Regions from separate parts of the Mus musculus genome. Here region 2 is linked to region 1. A link is a contact called in public HiChIP or PLAC-seq data. All regions are on one chromosome and are shown on one strand. The core of a region is the stretch at or near the end of the contact, and the rest is flanking DNA. Distances in the headings are between cores, read along the strand shown.

Evidence for each region. HiChIP or PLAC-seq counts read pairs in DNA pulled down with a chosen protein or histone mark.
Region 2: a contact with region 1 is called in a CTCF HiChIP or PLAC-seq map of CD8 T cells, with 7 read pairs. The contact joins the enhancer-like site here to the promoter of Ly96 in region 1. A contact is called at or near these places in 1 of 15 datasets of contacts at CTCF or cohesin (CD8 T cells), 2 of 484 Hi-C or Micro-C datasets (LSK cells and nephron progenitors), 3 of 115 datasets of contacts at active chromatin or transcription factors (the HPC-7 cell line, bone marrow-derived dendritic cells and effector CD8 T cells) and 3 of 9 other capture datasets (adipose tissue, liver and pancreatic islet).

What each region holds. Positions count from the first base shown.
Region 1 is chr1:16,685,460-16,691,814 of GRCm38.p6, forward strand. It overlaps Ly96 (lymphocyte antigen 96), which reads left to right and starts at 2,997. Exons shown (of 5, transcript NM_016923.2): 1 at 2,997-3,160; 2 at 6,225-6,314. The coding sequence starts at 3,049.
Region 2 is chr1:16,744,829-16,751,183 of GRCm38.p6, forward strand. No RefSeq gene overlaps it. Among named protein-coding and RNA genes, the nearest start is that of Ly96, 60 kb to the left of the region's middle. Within about 2 kb of position 2,608, at least 38 of the 459 cell types and tissues checked have an H3K27ac peak or open chromatin away from gene starts, as enhancers often do. A contact at or near this core is called in CD8 T cells and effector CD8 T cells, where this site is marked.

The DNA.
Region 1 (6,355 bases), core at 1,747-4,246:
CCTCTTGAGGCTGACTACCAAGGTCCAGCTATCAAAGCATTGAAGTTTAGCAATCAAAAGCCCCCTTTGGCTCACATAATTTATAACATGCCCAATTAACATTAAACATCTCATCCTAACACAGTTTTCCCCTTAAACCTTTATGAACTGCCATTTTTTTTTTTTAATGTGCCACATCTGACTCCTCTATCCAGAGGCAGTCATTTGTCCTCTGAGACAAATACCCTCCTTTCACTCCCTCGTTCCCTTCCCCTTCTCCCTCATCCTCCATCGTCTGTGGTCTTTGTCTCTTATTTCCTGCCCTCTGTTTATCTGGGGCCAATAAATCTCTTTTGTGTTGAGAACTTGGTCTGAGCTGATACCTTTTCCTTTCTTCTTCTTCTTCTTCTTCTTCTTCTTCTTCTTCTTCTTCTTCTTCTTCTTCTTCTTCTTCTTCTTCTTCTTCTTCTTCTTCTTCTTCTTTTTTTTGGTTTTTCGAGACAGGGTTTCTCTATAGCCCTGGCTGTCCTGGAACTCACTTTGTAGACCAGGCTGTCCTCGAACTCAGAAATCCACCTGCCTCTGCCTCTGCCTCCCGAGTGCTGGGATTAAAGGCATGTGCCACCACGCCTGGCTACCTTTTCCTTTCGATAATGTATTTGTGTTTTTATTATCCATTCATCCTGCCTCCGAAGTACTGAGATTAAAGTCATGTGCTACACCCGGCTGCTTCTCTCATTTTACAGTTTTTTTTTTTTTGGTCTTTTTGAGACAGGGTTTCTCTCTGTATAGCCCTGGCTGTCCTGGAACTCAGAAATCCACCTGCCTCTGCCTCCCGAGTGCTGGGATTAAAGGCGTGCGCCACCACGCCTGGCCATTTTACAGTTTCAAGAGATGGAATTCAGATCCTCCCGGCTAGGCAGCTGGGGCTTCTGCCTACCTTCTAGTTCATGTCATGTCAGTCCAAGGTCTTCATCTTCTTCAAAGCATACGGAAAGTGGTATGTTGTGTCAAACTCAAGCACTCAAGAGGCAGAATTGGGTGGATCTCTGTGAGTTCAAAGCCAACCTCATCTATATGGTGAGTTCTGGGCCAGCCAGAGCTATTCAGTGAGACCTTGCCTCAGAAAACAAACTAGAACAGAAAAGGGCCTGGCCTTGTGAGATGGCTGACTGAGTAAACAATGCTTGTTGCCAAGCCTGATGACTTGAATACAATACCTGCAGCTCATGTGGTAGAAAGGAACCAGCTCTTACAAGTTGTTCTCTGACTTCCACACATGCGCCCCTCATCCTCAAGTATTAAAAGAACCAGTTAAAATAGAAAAATGCAGTTGTGTTTAAATCCTTTTACTGACACAACATTTTTTTTCTTCTGTCTTTAGTTAGGCAGGTAAGCCCAGGGAATTTTAGTAACTTGGGGCTCTGTTTGGATCAGGTTATATATACTCTCCCACCCCCGGCTTTTCTAATAACAGCTGGCAGCCTAGTCCTTTTACCTGTCTATACTGTGCATAATACCCCTACCCAAATAATGCACCTAGCAATCTGGAACATCCACCTGGGTGGGGCTATCATATCTCTTCTCTGAACAATGGGATAGGTATGTCTCCCCTGACAACCATCAGACTTAGACACTTTCTATTCTCATGTGTTCCAACATTTACAGTACGAAGAGTGGACAATCCCAACTGGCCTGATCTGGATTTGGGTATGTGCTCAATATGGTAAACCATCCTATAAGGAAGAATCTATTTACCATATTATGCTAATGCATATTTGGGTGTGTATATAATTATACATTATATAATTATTATTTGGGTCCATTATGGAAATGGGCATATATAGTAGGAAAAATATTAAATGACATAATCTATTGATCAAAATAAAGAACCATCAAAACTATGCCCCTTGATTCAAGTGCCTCCTTCCTTTAGGCTTGATGAAAAGAGGCCCCTCACAGTCACCCAGTGGCCGGGAGTATCCTCAGGTGACCCATTGCTCTCACAGTATGCTCTGATCTTTCTATTGTTTTGCTTTAAATACAATTGCCTTGCTACCTTAACAGTTCTTAGTGAGCAGTTGAGTGTCACCACTAGAACCGGATTGTAGGCCACAGCTGTAAGCCTTCTTGGCTGCTAACCCTAAAGTAAGAGTCTGTAAAAGCCGTGCAGCTGAAGGAAGCACACTTTTCTAAAGTAGTCTTTGAATGAAATACACGCCAGAACAAAACAGCTTTTTCTTTCTTTTTTTTTTTTTTTTTTTAATTACTGGAACTCACACTTTTACCTCAAGATGCTACTCTGTGGAAGAGCTCTAGAGTCCAGCACCAACCCCACCCCCAACTCAACACTATTGCCTCAAGTTCAACCTTCCTTTTGAGTGCATTCTCAAAACTGGTGAGGTCCCAGCTGGGAATTGCTACTGACCCCGTGTAGGGGTCATCTTGCCTGTCTGTTTTGTGGCTGAACCTGTTTGTACTTGAGTAGAAATTGAGAGGGGGTAGGGGAGAGAAATCAGCTTAGATAGCTAGATGCAGCTTTCTAGGTCAGGAGAAACCGTTGTATGAGGAGGAGTGTGTGGGAGGGAGTGGCCAGCACACAGAAAAGTAGTATACCGGTGGACTTTCTTTCTTGAGACAGGATCTCACCTTATAGCTCTGGCTGTCCTGGAACTCACTATCTGGAGAAGGCTAACCTGGAACTCACAGAGATCCGCCTGTCAAGTACTGGGTGTGTGTACTACGGCTAGTGGACTTCCTTTTAAGTAAGGGTTTCCTGTAAGGCAGCTAATTGTCTCCCTGAAAATGTGCTGTTTTAAAGTGCTGGATACTTTAGTTTACACTGAGTATTAAGAAACAGTATATTCTAAGTCATTTTTTTCTTCTCTTGCCTTACAGGAAGTGCTCAGATATGAAAACAAATGCACAGTCACACATGCAAATAAAAAGAGGAAGCAGTTGGATGGGAGCTTCCAAATCACATGACTGCTGACTAAGTTAAATCTGTCCTCCTTACTGTCGAGTCCGATGGTCTTCCTGGCGAGTTTAAAGTATCGGAGATATTAAATCATGTTGCCATTTATTCTCTTTTCGACGCTGCTTTCTCCCATATTGACTGAATCTGAGAAGCAACAGTGGTTCTGCAACTCCTCCGATGCAATTATTTCCTACAGTTATTGTGGTAAGTGGCCCGGCAACAAAGAGCTGCGGCGCCAACTATTTCGAGAGAAAGTTTCCACTGAACCTGAAGCTGGAGGGCTGGCAGGAACGCTGCTCCAGCAGTGAGCCCGCTGCGGTGTGGGGTGGGGGTGGAGCAATGCCGACCACTTCCGGGTGCGGATCATCCTTTCCCTCTCCCAACCCCCCCCCCCCCCCCCGCGTTTCCCCAGGACCTCTGAATTGCTTTTTACCTCTGTTGCTGTCTTGTGGTTAAGCTCTCTCCACTCGGAGCTCGGTTTCAGGTTCTTCTTAGTTCTAGTTTGCTTCTGAGTACCAGCCCCGACACAAACTGGTTCCTCTTGAGGAGGCTAACCCACAGTGCTTCCTGGTGGGGTTGTAGCTCCAGCCTGTGGTCCTAGAGTGCTCTTGGAAGCATCCTTCTTCCTCCCCAACTGTGTGACCTTGAGCAAAATACTTAGACATTCTCAGCCTCACTTTTTTTTTAATTTGCAAAATGAAAGTTATTTTAGAATTCACTGTATGAGTCACTTGACAAATAATGATTTTATTTGATTTCGAATAGTGATTTTTAGATTTATGCAGTAATTATTACTCTATTGAAATCTGTTTTGAGACAGGGTCTTTCTATATAGCTGTAACTACCTGGAATTCACTATATAGGACAGGCTGGGTTGGAAATCATAGAGATCTGCCTGCCTCTACCTCCTGGAATTAAAGGCATACGTTGCCACGCCCAGCTTATTTTATTATTTTTTTCAAAGTATCACTATATAACATTGGCTGGCCGGGAACTCATAGAGATTGATACATATGCCTCTGCCTTTTGAGTTATTTGCTTATTTTTTTGAGACAGTGCCTTATTCTGTAGTACAGGCTGCCTAGAACTGACTATATAGCTTATGCTAGCCTCAAACTCATGCTCCCCGTTGCCTCGACCTCTCCAGTGCTAGAGTTGCAGATATTTTTCAGCTGAGCTAAACTCTGGTGCCATTGGATCATAGTTAACGCTATGGCCACATTACAACTTGTCATTAACAAATGCCTGGGACCAGAAAACCTAGTACAGGGCTTGAGAGCTGTTTCAATCTGTTTCCTCTTTCTGCTGCTCGCTCCGTTAGTTGTCCATTTTCTGCCCCTTCTAGGAATGTCTTCGTGGCTGGAAGGTGGTGCCTTCCAAAATGACAGTTCTAGGAAAAGCAAGATCATAGCCTAGTTGTCTGAAAGTGGAGCAGGGAATTTATAAATGTACTTTGAGAACTCCTGCATTGCAAATTGGTTATTTTGGGGGACTGGCTTGTCCCCAAACACTCTGACTGGGACTAATAACTAATCATCTCTGGGGCATTAGGAAGGTCCTCAGTCTGCTAACCTCTGTTTTCCTCTTCTTTTGGGCCCCCTGCTTTGTCAATTTATTTATTTACTTACTTATTATATATATGTGTGTGTGTGTGTGTGTGTGTGTGTGTGTGTGTGTGTGTGTGTGTTTTCCTGGATGTATATATGTGTATATGCTGATGCCCTCAGAAGCCAGAAGAAGGCATCAGATTTTCTGGGACTGCAATTATAGTCTCTTTTGAGCTGCCTGATGTGGCTGGTAAGAGTTGAATCTGGGTCCTCTGCCAGTGCTCTTAACCATGGAGCCCCCTACTACATGGTGACTCTTCATATGCTTAATTAGTAAAATATAATAAATATTATTCTGCTTTACTCCTTTTAAAAAAGAATTATTTATTTTATGTATATAAGGACGCTATAGTAGCCATGGCTGCTGGGAACTGAACTCTGGACTTCTAGAAAAGCAGTCAGTGCTTTTAACTGCTGAGCCATCTCTCCAACCCCTCAGCTTTATTCTTTTAGTAACAATTTAACTGTCTTTGTTAAGGACTAGGTAAAATGTTCAGGCCTAGGTAACTGTTACCTGTCTAGCCTGCCATGCTGTGCCGTTACTAATATTATAAGGAAACTTTCTTACATGCTGTTATTGCTGTTAGTAGGATGTTCTGTGCTTTGGTGTTCTTAGAAAGGAATCACAATAGAAGTTAGTTAGAACTGTTTTGTATAATTAGCCACAATAAACTTGGAACAGAACCAACTACCCAGCAGCACTTCCTAAACAGGGGTATAAGCTTTTCTAGTATTTGCCTTTACAAGGTACCCTGGGATAGATTTCAGCATGAGAGACACCTGCACCTATTTCCATTTTGAGTAAGTTTCAGATAAAGTTTAATTTCCCAAGACCTCCCTGGGAACCGACATCCTACTTGGCAGAAGGAGACATGTATGTGGGTAGCTGACATCCTGGTTGGGAAGTTAAGACATAAATGTTAGATAAGGCAAGTCCCTGCCACAGAATACCCCCAACAAAGAGGAGCAGGGTAAGTATGCAACAAAGACATGTTCCTAAGGAAATTTCCTGAATCCTGATTGGTGGAACAACTTGGCACAGATGTCTGTAGATCTCAGGCTTAAGAAACCCTATAGGATCTTGACCAGATGTTGCTGTCAGCTCCCAAGTCTGACCTGTGGTCCTGATTGATCAGTCCTGAGTTGTATGCTCAATTATGCTCAATAAACTATCTCTGTCTGACTGAGATCGGTGTTCATGTGGTTTGTGAGGCAACTCCTGGAGCCCAACATTTGTCTTTGTTTGGTTGGTTATTTTTTGAGATAGAGTTTCTCTATGTAGCCCTGGCTGTCCTGGAATTTGGTATGTAGACCAGGCTTGCCTCTCAGAGACCTGTCTACCTCTGCCTCCTGAGTGCTGGGACTAAAGACATGGGATACCACACCTGGAATATATTTGGCTTCCTCTGTCTTTTGATGAGCTTTTCAGAGGTAGAATCTGACCCTTAGCTCAGTAACACCAATAAATCCTGAGAACCGGAGAATCCCCCGACACCAGGTCAGAAGAAAGCAGCAACCCCATGATCCTGCATGTGACCATAACAGAGTGGACCAGTCCTTATACAAGTTTAATAAAAAAGCATCTTTTTGTGCTGATGTTCAGAATGCTATACTTATTGAAAGTTTTTTTTATATACTTGTATTTTCTTCATTCCTTTTAGATCACTTGAAATTCCCTATTTCAATTAGTTCTGAACCCTGCATAAGACTGAGGGGAACCAATGGATTTGTGCATGTTGAGTTCATTCCAAGTAAGTACAAACTTTCACTCTTGTAGTCGGCTACAAAGGAC
Region 2 (6,355 bases), core at 1,358-3,857, 59 kb after region 1:
ACACGGGAGCAGGTCAGGGTTGCTCTGGGTAAAAGCCTGTGAGCCTAAGAGCTAATCCTGTACATGGCTCCTTTACCTACACACTGGGGATTTGACCTCTATCTCCACTCTCATTAATATGGGTGGCCTATTTGCTCTTATTAAAAGGAAAGGGGGAGATGTTGGGAGCCGCGCCCACATTCGCCGTTACAAGATGGCGCTGACAGCTGTGTTCTAAGTGGTAAACAAATAATCTGCGCATGTGCCGAGGGTGGTTCTTCACTCCATGTGCTCTGCCTTCCTCGTGACGTCAACTCGGCCGATGGGCTGCAGCCAATCAGGGAGTGACACGTCCTAGGCGAAGGAAAATTCTCCTTAATAGGGACGGGGTTTCGTTTTCTCTCTCTCTTGCTTCTTGCACTCTGGCTCCTGAAGATGTAAGCAATAAAGCTTTGCCGCAGAAGATTCTGGTCTGTTGCGTCTTTCCTGGCCGGTCGTGAGAACGCGTTTAATAACAAACCTGAAAAGCAGACTGGCCTCATTGCAGGACGGGGGCCTTCCTCCTCCCTCCAGCAGCTCCAGCTCTCCTGCACCTCAGACTGTGCTTCCCCACTCCCGAGCGGTGTCCTGGGGCTTTCCTATGGCCCAACATTTGCCCCGTGACAGCTTGGGGTAAGGTTGGTCAACTCCTGCTTCCCAACTCCCCCAGCGGCCATGCCCTGTGGCAGAGCAGACTCAGGACACACAACCCTACATGATCCCTTAGATGGATTTTTATTGTTTTCTTTCCAAAGCTCTCTTCTATTGTTTGGAGACAGTGTCTTATGCACCCCATAATAGCCTTAAACTCTCCATGTACCTTGAACTTCTGATCTTTCTGCCACAGCTTCCTAAGTGCTAGGATTACAGGCATGTGGTACTAAGGATCAAACCCAGGGTATCACGTATTCCCAACAAGCACTCTATGGACAGAGCAACATCCCTGTCCCCAAAACTTCCTTCCTAGTAGTTAGATCTACTGTGGAAACAGAAACAAATAGTGACTTTTATAAAATTTCTTTCTGGATTCCAATAGTACAAAATTAAGCAGCCCAGGGCCTGTCTGAAGGCTGCATTATTAAGGAACCATTTGCTTTTGGGCACAATCATCCCTGTGGACCTCACCAGGGCATTCTGAGAGGACTCCATATTACTTCTACTTTCTAGTGGCTGAGAGGGATGGAGGACACACCCACTTCTTATAAGAGCATGGCCTAAGTGTGTTTGCCCTAAATACTTTTACTCACTTCTTACTTATCAAAAGTTGGTTGTGTGACTGACTATATTTAGCTGGAGAGGAGGCGGAAAATGTCCTTACTGGGGCACAGAATATAAACTAGGAGCTCTGAATGGATAATGGGGACACCTAGTGGTCCCTTACAGAATGGCCAATTTAGATTAATTAGTGTGATTAATATTTAAATGGTTCATTAGACTGCAATCAATACAAGAGTATGGGCCTTTTTGTTTTTGATCATCACTGCGTTCTTTTCCTTTATCCCAGTGCCTGGTACTTTTTAATAAATATTTGATGAAAATGCACCTGTATTGGTTTGGTTTTGTTGTGCTAGGAAGCATTCGTGAACTCCAAAAGACCACCAAGGAGTTGACGCCTATGTAATCATACTTAAGTTTGGGCTTACTTACTGTCCCAGAACTCTCATCAGGAAAAGGTTTAATTGGAAAATAAGAGCAAACAAGGGGCTTTCCAGCCTGGCAAGCACTAATTGAATGTCTATCGACAGGTGGGTGCTCTGAAGCAAGACCATATACAATTAAGAATAGTCTGAAAGTACATTTGAAACAATCAGACAAATCTTTGATTAACTGTTGCTAGGAAGTAGCTAGAGAGCTAGCCAAGGACAAGCCATGGGGTCCTTCCTGGTGTGTGTGTATTAATTTTATTTTATTTTTCATTTAAGATGGAGGCCGATTCCAAGATGGAGTAGGGTTGGCCTCTCAGTTTCTTACTACTTTTTGCATTTCTCTGTCTTAGAGTTGAAGCTACAGCCATATCAAATCTCTGTTGGTTACAATGAAATAAGTTGCCTCCTTGAATTGAATGTGTAGCTAAGGGTAGAATACATGCTTTGTACAGAGTGAAGCACTGGGTTCAGTGTCCAGTATCTGCACTCGTCTGTGTGACCACACACACACACACACACACACACACACACACACACCATTTTGCTGTTGTTTAAATTTCGTAGATGACTTTTCAAGTTATAATACATTTTTTATTCTTGAGACAGGGTCTCATGTATCTTAGGATGACTTAAAATTCTCTATGGTAACCAGTGCTAGTGCTGAACTCATAATCTTCCTGCCTCAATCTCCTGAGTGCTGTGATTACAGGCATGTACCACCACACCCAGTTCTCTAATCCTCTTAAAAATATCTACAACCTATAAGATGTTAGCAGTAATAGAGAAAAGGAGAGGGGAGCTGTTCTAAATATAGACACAAATGTGGTTAATGTGTGAAAAAATATAGGCACAAATGTGTGAAATCTGTATGAGGTTCAATTATGAGTCTGAAAGCCAGGAAGTGAAGCAATAATTTTAGGCGAGGGAAGTGAAAAGTTTCTGTTTTCTTCATGTTCATGAATGGGCCTGATGGAACCAGATTGCTAAGGAGAGCAGCTTTTAGGCAAGGAGGACACACCACATCCGTCTTCTGTGTGCAGAGAAGTGTGTGTGTGTGTGTGTGTGTGTGTGTGTGTGTGTGTGCAAATAGGAAGTTAAGTCTGGAACTGGTGGCAAGAACTGAAGCAAAGGTAATGGAGGAGTACTGCTTTCTGGCTTGTTCTTCCTGGCATGCTCAGTGCTTTCTTATGTAATCTGGGACCACTGGCCCAGGGTGGCACAGCCTACAGGAGACTGGATACTCCACATATTAACCATTAATACAGGAAATGCCAAATAGACATGCCTACAGGCCAATCTAATGGAGTTATTTTCTCAATTAAGGTTCCCTCTTCCCTCATGAACTTGAATCAAGTTGAAAAACAAACTAGCCAGTACAATGCCATTCTACTTGTTTGTTTGTTTGGTTTGGTTTGGTTTTTTGAGACTGGGTTTCTCTGTGTAGCCTTGGGTGTCTGGAAGCTAGCTTTGTAGACCAAGCTGGCCTTGAACTCAAGAACCTGCTTCTGCCTCCCGAATGATGGGGTTAAAGGTGTGCACCCACAACCAGTGGCATACAGCTGTCAGTTCTGCATTTGTCTGCATGATCTCTTAGAAGTGCATTTGTTCGCAGGCTCCTCAATGCACACAAACTTTTTATTTTATTTTGTGTGTGTGTGTTAACTTTGTATTGATTCCTTGTGACTTTTACATCATACACCTCAATCCCTCTCATTTTCCCATCTCTTTGTATTTACCCTCTGCCCTTGCAGCCTCCCTCCAAAGGAACCCCCTCCACCCAAAAAAAACCCAAACCCAAACCAAAAAACTTGGCAATGGCCAAAGATCTTGTTGGTGGTGCTGTTCATATATCAGTGAGGAGCAGATGACAGTCCTTTGCTCATCCTAGTTTGATGCCTGGGTTGGTGGCTGTGATGGTTTATATGTTCTTGGGCAAGAGTGGCCCATTTGGAGGTGTGGCCTTGTTCGAATAGGTGTGACCTGGTTGGAGTAGGTGTGTCACTGTGGGTGTGGGCTGAAGATCCTCACCCTAGTTGCCTGGAAGTCAGTCTTCCACTAGCAGCCTTTGGATGAAGACATAGAACTCTCAGGTCTGCCTGTGCCATGCCTGCCTGGATACTGCCATGCTCCCACCTTGATGATAATGGACTGAACCTCTGAACCTGTAAGCCAGCCCCAAGTAAATGTTGTTTTTTATAAGACTTGCCTTGGTCATGGTGTCTGTTCACAGCAGTAAAACCCTAACTAAGACAGTGGCCAAAGCTGTCTTCTGCCTAGGTCTCATAAAAATCAAATCAAATCCAGGAAGCACAGTGTAGGATGAGGAAGACTGACTAGACAGAGACCTGCAAACTGCCATGCCACCCACAGACACCTACTTGCTTCCACACCACTAAGGGCTGACAGATGATGCCACCTAGGGGCCTGCCAGCTATGTGGCTACCCTGCAGCAGGAGCCACCACAATGTGCGAGTACCTGGTAGTTAGATAAGAGCAACTTGAGCATTGTGAAGAAAGATGGAAACTGCAGACTCCAGGGTGGAAAGAAGTAGCCTGTTGTGAGTGGACAGCCTTGCCACCTGGCCATGGTAAAATCTTAGCTGGAGCTGCCACTGAGAGCCATGTCTGAATCTGTGTTCACACAGTGGCAGGGGTTAGGGTCGATGGAGTCGTCCCTGGTCTGGGAAGCCACTGGAAACCAAGTGGATGCCCAGGGACTGTGTAGAACTGGCCCCACCCCTCACCGGCAGCAACATTCTGGAGAGCACAGTGGAGCTAGCCCTGGTGGCAGGGGTGTGGGTGACTCAGTACCAGGAACATGAGTGTGGGAGAGCTGGCCCTGCCACCCATCTGTTACGAGGTGGTCTGGGTTGTGGGAGGTGATGCCCTTCCTTATAACCTGCAGCAGTCAGGAGAGTTTACCCTGGGGTCATGAGCACAGACGAGCTGGTCCTGCCCCTGGCTGGCTGCAGAACTGTGAAGAGCAGGACATGCACTTCACCTGGGAAGCACAGTAGTTCTAGACCTGGTCAAGGTGGAGCAGCTGAGCAAGAGTATGAAAACTGGCCGGGTCACTCATTGGTCATGAAGTGGTGTGGGTGAGGGGATGATGCCCTCTCCCCCCTGCCCGTCATTACCTGTGGCTATTGGGAGAGCTGGCTTTGGGTCATGAGCGCAGGTGAGCTGGTCCTGCACCTTGTCTGGGAAGCAGGCCTTGGTGGAGAGGGCACAGGTGAGCTGGCACCCGAGGGTTAGAGCATGGGAGAGCTGGCCTTGCCACTCATCTGACATGAGGGTGTGAGGCGATGCCCCCCTCCATTGCTCTTTGCTACCTGCTATAGTCAGGAGAGCTAGGTGTGAGAGTGGGTAACTATTTCTGCCTCCTCACTGGCTGTAGCACTCAAGAAAGCAGCCTGGGTAACACAGTGGAGCTGTCCCTGATGTCAAAAGCACTGGTGAACCAGCCCTGAGGGTGTAAGAACAGGAAAGCTGCCTAGTACCTCACAGGATGCAGCACTTGGAAGAGTAGGCCCCTTACCTTGACTGGGCAGCACAGTAGAGCTGGCTCTAGAGGCATGAGTGTGGGTGATCCAGTGCTGAAGTCATGAGAGCCAGAGGGCTGACCCTGCCTCCTGCCAATGGTAGTATCGGGTGGCCTAGCAAGAGCAGTGCTGGAGAGCTTACTCTGGTGGTGCAGATAAGGGAAAGTTGTCACACTGACCAGCTCTGTTACCACCCAGGCCCAGATCCAAAATCTATATCGTCTGTGAAGAGTTGGGATGTGTGAAAGGGCCAGTCAGGCTGATCCAAAGCTGGAGGATCTCCATGACATGACAACAACAGGATAACTGGGAGGAGTCCCAATGATGATCCAATTCTGATGGTGTCACACAAGCCAGAGATCTACAACCAGACCTATGACTCACTGAAATGAACATTTGCAAGTGAAGATGTGTGGACAGAGGGATATGCTGTAGGACACACTGTGACATACTACAGCTACCATGATGAGATTTTTTTTATGCTTTCTTGTTGCTTACTTGTTTGTTTGTTTTTTATTTTGCAGGGGAGGTTGCAGGGGCAGAGGACAGATATGAAGAGAAAGAGTGAGCTGAGAGAGGGACTGCGGTGCATGATGTGTAACTCACAAAGACCAAAAAGTTAAAAAAAAAATCTCGGTATGGAAGCTGCAGTGTGTCCCGCACTATATAACTCCTCTTCTTCCTCCTCCTTCTCTTCTTCTTCTCCTCCTTCTTCTCCTCCTTCTCCTTCTTCTCCTCCTTCTCCTCCTTCTCCTCCTTCTCCTCCTTCTCCTCCTTCTCCTTCTTCCTCTTCTTCCTCTTCTTCCTCTTCTTCCTTCTCCTCCTCCTCCTCTTCCTCCTCCTTCTCCTCTTCCTCTTCCTCTTCCTCTTCCTCTTCCTCTTCCTCTTCCCCTTCCCCTTCCCCTTCCTCCTCTTCCTCTTCCTCTTCCTCTTCCTCTTCCTCTTCCTCTTCCTCTTCCTCTTCCTCTTCCTCTTCTTCTTCTTCTTCTTCTTCTTCTTCTTCTTCTTCTTCTTCTCCTTCTCCTTCTCCTTCTCCTTCTCCTTCTCCTTCTCCTTCTCCTTCTCCTTCTCCTTCTCCTTCTCCTTCTCCTTCTCCTTCTCCTTCTCCTTCTCCTCTTCCACACCTTTTAAACCCAGCATTCAGGAAAC